2 separate regions of the Rattus norvegicus genome follow, and region 1 is linked to region 2. A link is a contact called in public Hi-C data. All regions are on one chromosome and are shown on one strand. The core of a region is the stretch at or near the end of the contact, and the rest is flanking DNA. Distances in the headings are between cores, read along the strand shown.

Region 1 (5,537 bases), core at 3,007-5,506, 340 kb before region 2:
TGACTTCTTAGCTCCAAGGGTCACTGCTATGATCAAAGGCCATAGTCTAAATGACACCAGCGTCAATTAGGTGGAACCCGCATTCTTTCAACAAACTGTAGACCATACAGATGACTGAGGTCTTGGCTCTGACTCACATGAACTATTCCAGGCAGGGCTGCCACATTGCCAATCTGCTTCATGGCTGGCAGGAAGCCACCAACACCTGAAAACAAACAAACCCAAAACCTCAGTCTTAGAAAAACGACACATTTGATGTCCAACATTAGTTACATACATGGAGAGGCAGTAGTTACAGAAATGGAAGTGGGGAGAGAACTTCCAAGACAAAAGCACATTCACAGGAAACACAGGACAGTTCAACATGCCTGCCAGCGCTCTGTTTGCTTAAGAAGCTGGTTTGCAAATGCAGTAGGGATAAAAGCCATTAACTATTAACTTTTATGTTGCCAGTATAAAATGTACTCTTTCAATAACTCATACTAGCTAGTAAAGATATCAACAGTGGGGCTGGAACATCTGCTCAGTGGTTAAGAGTACTGGGTGCAGGGGCTGGAGAGATGGCTCAGTGGTTAAGAGCGCTGACTGCTCTTTCAGAAGTCCTGAGTTTAAATCCCAGCAACTACATGGTGGTTCACAACCATCTGTAATTGGACCTGATTCTCTCTTCTGATATGTCTGAAGACAGCCACAGTGTACTCACATACATAAAATAAATAAATCTTTAAAAAAAAAAAAAAAGAGTACTGGGTGCTTTTACAGAGGATCCAGGTTCACGTCTCAGCATCCACACGACAGCTCACCACTACCTCTAGCCATCTGCAACTCAAGTGTCAGGGGATCAAGACTGTTTCAAAACAAAACTACACCAAATCAGTCACAGTGTTTTAATCAAGTGACAAAGAAGGGCAATGGGGATGAGCTGGGAACCCAAACAATGGCTTGAGAGTCAGGGCAGATGGAGGACAAGTCCAGCTTTCCCAAGTGTTTGCAGTTTATTTTTTTAAAAATAATGTGTGTGTGCATGTATGTGGAGGCCACAGAGCAACAATAGGTGCCTTCCCTAGGATCTACTCACTCTATAATCGTGTGCACACACAGGGAGGCCAGAGGCCAGCTTTGTGGAGCCAGCTCTATCCGCCTGTCTTTACATGTGTCCTAGGAGCTGAACCCATGTCTCAAGGCTGGCTTGTGTAACGAGTGCAGTTTCCATTAAGCCATCGCTCTAGCTCTCTACCTTATTTTCTTGAGACAGGGTCTCTCACTGAATCTGGGTCTTAATTACTGATTAGATTGACTGACCAGCAAGCTCTGCTCCACCAAGTGCTGAGATCACAGAGTTACCCTTGAACCTGACTTTTACAGGGTGCTAGGGATCCCAACTCAGGTCTTCTTGTTATAGTGCTGGCACTTTACTCACTGGGCCAGAGCCAAAGCAGTGCCATTTAACACAAGTGAACATATGCAAGCAAGGAAGAAGGAATTTATTGTTAATCTAAAACTGAGAAGGGCTAAAAGATCCTATCCCCGGGGCTGGAGAGATGGCTCAGCAGTTAAGAGCACTGACTGTTGGGGCTGGGGATTTAGCTCAGTGGTAGAGCGCTTACCTAGGAAGCGCAAGGCCCTGGGTTTGCAAGGCCCTGGGTTTGGTCCCCAGCTCCGAAAAAAAAGAACAAAAAAAAAAAAAAAAAAAAAAAAAAAAAAAAAAAAAGCACTGACTGTTCTTCCAGAGGTCCTGAGTTCAAATCCCAGCAACCACATGGTGGCTCACAACCATCTGTAATGGGATCTGATGCCCTCTTCTGGTGTGTCTGAAGACAGCGACAGTGTACTTATATATAATAAATAAATAAATCTTTAAAAAAAAAAAATCCTATCCCACTACCACTTTAGAGTATCGTTCTAGAGCACTACGCCCTGATCTCTACACCAGCCTACAGCCATGTGAAATAAGTCTCAAGCCTGACACTCACTAGAGCTAGTGTGCCAGCTAAGACTACCAGCTTTGCTTTTGCCTAGTCTGCTGTGCAATCCGGTCTGCCCCGTAGTCTTGGTCCTACTTTACAGTGTGGTATTAATAAATATATTTGAGAAGCACTCCCCAAAGGAAAAGAATACTGGTTTAAAAATTAGGTACTTTGGGATTTGAATTCTGGCTCTATCACTATGAAATTGTGACCAAGGAAAAGTTAAAATCCACTTAAACTCACTGCATTTTGGAATGCTACAAGACAGACAATATCTTCCTTTTTAGTTATTACAAACATGACATAACAGAGAGTATCTAATGAGGAGCCTGACACACAGTGAGTGCAGATGAACAGCGACACTGGCTATTACTGTGTGCAGTTATCTGAGAACAAGTCCCAAACTCCAAACTCCAATACAGCAGCATGCCCCCAGCCTGTGGTCATAAATATATAAGGACTTTGATTCACTCCTTAAAACTACTCCACACTGGTTGAGTTCCTTTCTTCAGGGACCAGGGAAGGTGCTGCCCACAACACATGAGAATCTCTAGTGTACTTACCACCACCTCGACAGGCATTCCGTAACTCCTCAAACATGAGCTTTTCCAGAGCGTCATTCACATAAAACACCCCTTCAACCTGATACAAAAGAAAAGAAAAGCACATTGTCTGAACCCAAGTGTAGTGCTTCATTCTGCATGAAACTACCACATTACTCCCTTTAAGAGAAAAACTTACAACCATGAACTACAAAGATTTTAGAGCATTTTAGACCTGGGTTTAAATTGGAAATGTTCAACCAGTAAATTCTAATCAACTATCTCAAAATCAAAATAATTGCTCATAAAATTTCTGAGAAGATATATGTCTACCATGATTTTGCTATTATATAACTTACACATTATAAAAAAAACCACCATATATATTAATAAAACACCATATATATGGATATAATGTATAATTTTCATGTGTCACTTAAAAAATTAGCAAGTAACTCTACTAACCAACCTTCCCTTCTTCCACACAACAAAGGAAAATACTGTTTCACTGCTGTGGACTTTTCCTCCCTAGTACCTTGTAGAGTGGTGCAAAAGGAAGTTTTGTGTGTGTTTGTTTTTCGAGACAGGGTTTCTCTGTGTAACAAGTCCTGAATTCACTTTGCAGACCAGTCTGGACTCAAATTTAAGAGATCTGCCTACCTCTGCCTCCTGAGTGCTGGGATTAAAGACGTGTATTACCACTTTTGATAAAATTTTGTGCTTTGAGAGGGTGTCTTATTTAAAGTCACTTTAGCTGGCTTCATATAATAAACTGTCCTCTCACATAGGATCTTCCATTTCCCAGTCTCCAGGGATTATAGCCCCAAGCCACCAAGGGAAGCCTATCAGTAACTTAAAAGGGCTGCAAACCCTTACTGCATTCTCATGGCATTTAAGGGATTGAGTCACTTAACATGTGCCAAAACCTCCCAAGTGTTTTCGTCCTCTACTTTAACGGAACCCCTGAGTACAAACGATGGTGGAAACATCAGGCCCAGGGTTTCAGATCCTGGTCTCTCTCCCAAGTCTTCAGTGGAAACATATCATCCAGGCTGAGAAAATGAAGTGGGCTAGACAAGAGGTCAGGGTTGTCTTCCTTGATGGGTACAGAGAGGTCAGCCACCAACTGATCCTCGGGGATCCTTCTCGAAAAGCAAATTAAAAGCCTGAATCTTGCCGATGTGTCGTTACATTAAAAGCCAGTTAAGTTTGGAGAATGCCATCTGTAAACCTTTTCTAAATAACTACCATGACTCAAGAGGAACAGTTTCAGGTTAGCGGTGCCAACTTGGAAAAGTTCACAGAAATCTCGAAAGACCAGGAACACATCCTGTCTGATGGCGCGTGGGGAAAACACGCGTGAGCCCCCGCTGCAACTGTCCTCGTGTGTGGATCCCGTGCGTGGGGTCTGTGGGTCGGCTCTGAGGAGGGAGACGTGGAACCCTGCAGGGGTCGGCCCGCCCGGCGCTGGGCGGAGGAGACCGGTTCGCGGTGGAGTCGCGGCCTGCAGTTCCGAAGGCCACTGCCCCCACTCACCTGCATGTTGGGCACAAAGCCCTTCTTGATCCTCCAGCAGTTCTTATTGATCTTGTCCAAGAACTGTAGCTCATCGTTGTAGTTACGACTCATGGTGGCGGCGAGCTAGCGATACCTCCCGGCTACACGTAGAAAGAGAAACAGCCTCACTGTCCGCCGGCTCCACGCAGCGCCGCCTCTCAGTGCGCAGGCGCGACCGGCTCCGCCCCAGGAGGGAAGATGGCAGGCGCCGAGGCTCAAAACGCATCGCACGAGTCGTTTCCATCATGTTACAATGGGCTACACCACTAATCTTGGACTTTTGATCTCTCTCTCTCTCTCTCTCTCTCTCTCTCTCTCTCTCTCTCTCTCTCTCTCTCTCTCTCTCTCCCCCTCCCCCTCTCTTCTCTCTCCTATCTTTCTTTCCTTCTTTCCTCCCTTTCTTCCCTCCCTCCCTCCCTCCCCCCCTCTCTCTCCCTCCCCCCCTCTCTCTCCCTCCCTCCCCCTCTCTTCTCTCTCCTATCTTTCTTTCCTTCTTTCCTCCCTTTCTTCTCTCTCTCTCTCTCTCTCTCTCTCTCTCTCTCTCTCTCTCTCTCTCTCTCCTTTCCTTCTTCCCCCGCCCCTCCTTTCTCTCTCTCTCTTTTTTTTCTAAAGTAAGGTCTTAATAAGTTTTTGGTTTTGTTTTTAAAAGTAAGGTCTTAGAGTAAAGCTATTTAGCCTCGGTGAGCCTGGAACTCGCTATGTAGCCAGGTTGGTCCCGAATTCTCAGAGATACACTTGCGAATATCTCCTGACTACCGCCATTGAAGACATGCTGCTTGGGAATGTTTTTGAGCAGCTCCTGAAAACTCTTTACTCCAGATCAGGTCAACAACTATATAGAATGTGTAGTTTGGAGTTCATGCCCCCATTAGTGAAACAGCTGAGCAAGACAAAATACTAACGAACGACACATTTGACACCTGTAATGTATCAAGAATGAAATTGAGGATATACAACGAGCATTCTCCATTACAAAAAGAGCATCCCAAAGAAGCACATCATGACAGTGTATCATTTATTTCTACAAATGTTTATGAAGGGAATCTGCTCTGGCCATCGATGCCCTGCAAAGATGAGTGAACTCCAGTTGCTGGGGAATCGTTGTGTTTTGTAGCCCAGCTTTGTTTGGAGTGTGTCCTGTGAGGGTACTTTTAAACTCAATTGGCTCTTGCTCTTGGGGCAAGAGAGCTTGCAGTGATTTGCAGGATAGTCCTACCCTGTGAAGAACACCACAGTAACCATCAGGAAGATTCGGTTTCCACCCCTGCCATTACCACCTTTGTGTGATAAATTCCTCTGTTTTCACTTCCATGAAATGGGATCATAATTCTTTATAGAGTGGCTCTGAAGGCCACAGAAATGAAAGTGGAGGGGTAGCCAGACCAGGGTGTTAAGTACTTACACAGTTCTCTTCTATCCCCCAGTAGCCTAAGGAGTTAAACAAAGGGTGTGGCTTCTGTTCATTTTTTAC
Region 2 (5,546 bases), core at 1,842-4,341:
GGATGTGAGGCAGATGGAAGCTAAGGAACCAGGGTTCACAACATGAACTCTGCTTTGCCTCTAGCGAGTGTGGGACACTGTGCCGGTTCTTTCTTCTGAACCTTATTTTTCTCCTGCTGAGTATGAACACCAACAGTCTTAGAGCAACTTTGTATCTTCTTGAGATGCCTAAGTAAATACCTCCCTGCAGATCTACCCTCTGAAATTCGATACATAGTAAGTGAACAAACTCTGACCTTCCCTAGAAAAGTTGCATCAGAGGGACTAGGTGAGCCGTGTATGTTTGAGGACAAGCCCGGTGTTGGCCGAAGCCTCTTCAGCTTGCCCCAGTTCTATAAATTTGCCATTGTTCTCAGTTATCAGAAGAGAACAGCAAAGCTAGCATCCTCATTCTTACCCAAGCTCCAGGGCCACTCAATCTCGCTCACTAAGTGGACTAGCAGAAGCAACCCTTACGTATTAGTCCAGTGGACAACCTAATGTCCAGATGGATGGCTGTAAGGTCTACCTGCTGGAGGGACCTACATGAGGACTCAAGGAGCACTGTCTTCTCTTTCTTGGGTCAGGACTAAGTTGATCTTGCAGAGGTGAGCAGAGAAGAGCATCTCGGCCTAGGCAGAAGAGAAGACTCCTGGCCAGAATGCTGTGTGTTCCCTGAAGCCCTCAAATTCTGGGCAAGCCAACATGGGAGAATCAAGGGGGGAAATAAACCTAAACTAGCACCTTTGAGGAAAGAAAATAATCAGAAGACACCCAGAGTTTTCATAAGGAAGTAGATGCCAGAACTAGACACACTTCAGATGTCCTCTCTGAGGAATCGGCTCTGTGACACGTAACAGAAAGTAGCTGCCTGGCACTTGTCTTGCATTCCAGAAAGGCTCTCTCTTGGAGGAAAAACAAATGGCACTTTGGACAAAATGGTCTCTCAATAGGAAAGCAGAGAGAGGCCTGTAGCCTGTAAGATATTTAACCCAAGGGGATTTGTCTGCAAACCCTTCTAAAGTCTTCCACATGACTGGCACGGTGCAAGGTTCAGCGAATCTCTCAAATTCCACCAACTATGTCCTCATTCAACCTAGTTCCTCAGCGTGGCCCCATCGTGCCCATGGCTCCAACCTCAAGTGACTGCCGGGGTATTATCCACACTCAAGTTTCTTGGGACTTTCCTAAGGCTAAAAAAGTAGTACTGGCCTCATCTGAGGCTTCAGCGTGTCAGGAAAGAAACAATATAACCATATTCCAGGAGATGGGGCTAGAAATGCAGTGAGGAGATCAAGGTACCCTGGAACAGAATTAAGGAGGGGAGGGGCCTCAAAGCCTAGCGGGACAAGACAGAAAGATGTGGGAGCTAGGCTCTCTTTTGTATAGCTAGAATACTTGGGTGGGAGATTCTTGGAAGCATTTGGCAGGCTGAGGCAGGGGGATTGAGAGTTCAAGGTCAGCCTGGACTACATAATGAGATCTGTCTCAAAATAACAGCGGTACCAACAGAAACAAAAGACACAAAACAATCTAAACAAGGGCAGTGCAGTCAGAAATAATGTTACCATGTTGCTCTCTGCTTCTGCATTAGAGAGTCTCTCTCTTGGGGATAATCTAAGGGGTTCCCTTGGATTTTCCTAATTTTTACAAGTTTTCAGCATTCTGCAGCTAAAATACAGGTCTCCTTTGAAATCAGCTGAGGTGTAAGGTGGCAGAGAGGGGAGAGAGATTATTATAAAAGTAATGTTGGTTAGAGGCAGCTGCAAGGATGGTGGGAGCATCCCCTTCCTGGGCCTGTTTCTTCAGCTGGAAGGTACACAGGACACCTGTCCTAGCTTTCCCTAACTAGAAGGAATCTGCAAATACGAGATGGAGTATGGAATCCTGCTTTTCAAAACAGATAGCATAGGGAGATGGAGTATGGAATCCTGCTTTTCAAAACAGATAGCATAGGCCAGGTGTGGTGCTGCACATCTCTAACTCCCTTAGAAGCCTGACACAGGATGATCTTGAGTTCAAGGTCAGCCTGGGCTGTGTCAGCAAGACTGTGTCTCAAAAAGGTAGAACAAAGTGTGAGTACACACCCATGCCCTCGCCCACTCCCATCCCCCCCCCAACCCGTGAAGATGTTACTTAAAATGGCTTGGTTGATAACATTCCTAATTTTACTGTTAGTCGTCTCTGATCTTGGATCTGGATCTACTTCACTTTTGGACTGCCTTACCTCAGGAAGTTCCTTACTGAAGGAGGAATTGCTGTCTGTCACCAGTGAGACCAGCTATCCTACTCCCCCTTTTCCCCTATATTCTGTCCTTCAAAGAAGACCCAGGCCTTTGCACTTGATGTTCTTGCATGATGTCACTCCTTTTACTGTCCCACAGAAAGCAACACCCTCTTAGTCATTCTAACCTAGGTCTACAACTATTCTAGTTTCCTCATCGTACTAGCACAGTCATCCTGATTGCAAGGGCTTGCTTGGCGTCCAGAACAGTGTTTGTTGAATAATTCCACAGATAAATTTACCCCCAGTGACAATTACCATAGCGGTCCCACAAAGGCAGAGGTGTATGTGTTGGGGGTGGGGAGGTGGGTAAAACGGATGCCATCTGCTCAAGGGTTTCCTCTTACTCCCTGCTCTCTCTCTCTCTCTAGGAAAGATAAGAAGGGGAAATTTTCTTTGAGGCTTCCCTCTTGACTTTTTCAGGAGGCCTGATCAAGACTTCAGGGCGCGGGCCACCTAGGGCCCTTGAAAGGGTTGTGCAGGCAGGCTGGGTGGCTGGGATTGGATCCTTGTTTGGGTCGAAAGCGCAAAGAGGGCCGGTGGGCGTAGGGTGAAGGGGCCGTGGGACGCCGCTGCAGCGCATACTGGCCCAGGACGCGCCCAGCCCACCCACTCGCGTGCCCACAACTGCATTATTCCCTAAAAGGATCTGAACGGTCCGGGCCGGCTCCGCCCTGTCGCCCCGCGCCCCCCGGCCCCGCCCCCTTTTTGGAGGGCCGATGAGGTAATGCGGCGCTGCCATTGGTCAGAGGGGGCGGACCCCGCGCTCCCGAGGGGCTGGGTCCCCTCGCGCCCCTATATCACTCTGCAGCCCTGGACTCTTGCTCACAGTGGGCAGCGGGCAGCCGCCAGCGCCAAGGAGCTTCTTCTCTTGCTTCTCCGCTTCCCGATCCTTCTCCCGGAGGCCACTCACTGGCTCCGCGGACTCGTGCGCCAGACACCCTTGGCCACTTGGTCACATCCCGCCGGGCTACTTGGAAGGCACTTCCCCGGAGCTCAAAGTTGCCCACCGTGCACAGTGCACGGTTAAACCCGGCGAGTGAGCTCGGACTGCAGCACCGGCGCTAGCGCTCGGCAACTTTGAGGAAAAGAGCGGCAGTCCCCGCAGCGGACCACAGCAGCTACCATGACTCCCTGGCTTGGGCTTGTCCTGCTCCTGAGCTGCTGGAGCCTTGGGCACTGGGGAACGGAAGCGTGCACATGCTCGCCCAGCCATCCCCAGGATGCCTTCTGCAACTCCGACATCGGTAAGCGCTCTGGGAGGCCCCGGAGCAAGTTGCACGCCGCAGCGGGAGACTCAGTTTCCCTGGGCGGGGACTCTATGTACAGAAATGCCTTGCAGACGGAACCCAACCGGTGGCCTAGTGATGGTCTCTGGCGGGCGGGCGGGCGTGAACTAGGTCCCTGCTTGACATCTAGAAATTTTCTCCATTGGCTTGAAAGGAAAAAGAGTTGGAGGAGGAGGGTGAGAGAAGGTTCTGAAAAGTTGGAACTCCAACTGAAGTTCTGGGACCTCGAGTACGCTTTTCAAGTTGCTCGATTGTGCGGGTGGAGTTGCGAGAGAAAACTAGCGTTTAGAGATTGCTTATCTCCTGCGCCCTTGAACTTCGTTCTTTTCCTTGAGATCCAACCCAGCCTAGCTGCAGGCTCTCCCAGCAAGTGCTAATGGAGCTTCTGGCCTGCCAATGCCAAGTTTGGGTGGCTGGAACTGGGGGAGGGGGAGATGAAAAAAAAAAAAAGAGAGAAGAAAACTGTGGGGTTGCCCTCCTCCCTGGGAGTACTGTTGATAGTTGGCCTGAGGTGACTGTGGGGGAATCACTTACCATACAGCTGTGAAAATTCACAGGAAGTTTTTTTTCTTTCCCTGAATGTATGTGAGGAGGGAGAGCTTAAGGAGAAAGCAGATTTGTCACCCAAAGAGCAAAGATGCCCAAGGTCTCATCACTTGAGGTGATGGGCTCAAAGAGACTGTGCTGGTTAGAGAGACTTGATAAGAAGTGGAACCCACAGTCCGGAGTGCCTGAGGAGTGTTGGAGGAATTAGTGTTTGGAGGGCCCCAGGAGGAGCAGAAGCTGGAAACTCTGTTCTCCAGCTCTTAAAGCTCTCGGGTCCAATGTCCCTGCTGTGTGTTTGCTGGGCAGGGGCGGGGGACACGAGGCCGCACTTGGCCAGTGTGGATTCAGTAAAGAATGGAGTGTGTGTGTTTTAAGTTTAGTCATAAAGGAGAAGGAAATTTTCCACTGGGTCTTGAGTGAGGGATTCTACTCTGCAAGTGTGTTGTGACGAGGAGGGGGAGGGGTGGCGACCTGGCAGGAGAGAAAACCGTGGTTGGAGAGGCACTGCTGGTGGGTCAGGCCAGCCTAGGGGGAAATCTGGGAGGTGGCTGTGGTGGTCAGGTCAGTCCACTTGGCAGCCCCAGGGTGTTTGTGTGACCTGCGGTCACCCCTCTTGGAGGTTTCCTAGAACCCGAGGACACCCACCCTTTCCTGTCCCTGGGGCAGAACCCCTGGCTTTAAGGGTTGCTTGGAAGCGTCCTTTTTTGGATTGCTGGAGGGCTGGGAAAGTTTTCTCCCTTCTCCCCTGAGTGCCCCCACCCAGATTCCTCTTGGCTTTTCCTCTCAGCAGTCAGTGACTTTCTCCACTAGTTCGTGCTGTCTGGTTTTTGCTCAGCCTAGAGCGTAGTCCTGACCTGTGGGGGAGCAGGTGGAATCTGGGTGTGCAGACTAGGGCCCAAGTTCTTTTCAGCCGCACAATGGGTTGGGTGTGTTCAGTTTGGTTCCCTAGTGTGAGTAGGGAAGAGAGGGTTCTTCTCCTCTCTATCCTAGATGCCTTTCGGCTCTGAGGTGTCTACCTTGACAACATAAGCCAGGAGTGCTCTCCTGGAGTCAGCTGATTGCTTCTGTAAGGGTCCTACTGTTGGTCAGCACTGACCAAGTTTCTTGTCATTTCTATGGGTTTATTCAAGAAACAGCTTATTTTCTCCCTCTTAATACGCTTCCTAGAAAAAAAGTTAAATTACCAAGAAACATGCCAAATCCAGAATATAGTAGTAGCCAAAGGGGAGGGGGGATCCTTGTTCTGGCAGGAATCCAGACTTACTAACCCTTGGTTTGGTGCACTGCACAGAGATGAGATAATGCTTTTAAAAATGGGAGGTGTGGGTGTGGGCCTGCTGGCTTGTTGACCTGCTGTCTGACAGCAGCAGACACCCTGTTGCCTCCAGTAGATGGCTCCCAACTGTCCTCTGGAAACTGGAGCCCCCTCAGTATGCTCAAGCCAGCCT

Evidence for each region. Hi-C and Micro-C count contacts between places; a contact is called where the count stands out from the background.
Region 1: a contact with region 2 is called in a Hi-C map of mammary epithelial cells, with 2.1 times the contacts expected there. The contact joins the promoter of Rtcb here to the promoter of Timp3 in region 2. A contact is called at or near these places in 6 of 12 Hi-C or Micro-C datasets (the A7r5 cell line, Schwann cells, frontal cortex and 3 more).

What each region holds. Positions count from the first base shown.
Region 1 is chr7:19,794,112-19,799,648 of GRCr8, reverse strand. It overlaps Rtcb (RNA 2',3'-cyclic phosphate and 5'-OH ligase), which reads right to left and starts at 4,256. Exons shown (of 12, transcript NM_207614.2): 1 at 4,046-4,256; 2 at 2,531-2,609; 3 at 138-205. The coding sequence starts at 4,138.
Region 2 is chr7:19,457,103-19,462,648 of GRCr8, reverse strand. Timp3 (TIMP metallopeptidase inhibitor 3) reads left to right here and starts at 3,091. Exons shown (of 5, transcript NM_012886.3): 1 at 3,091-3,510. The coding sequence starts at 3,390. All of the region lies in intron 6 of Syn3 (synapsin III), which reads right to left.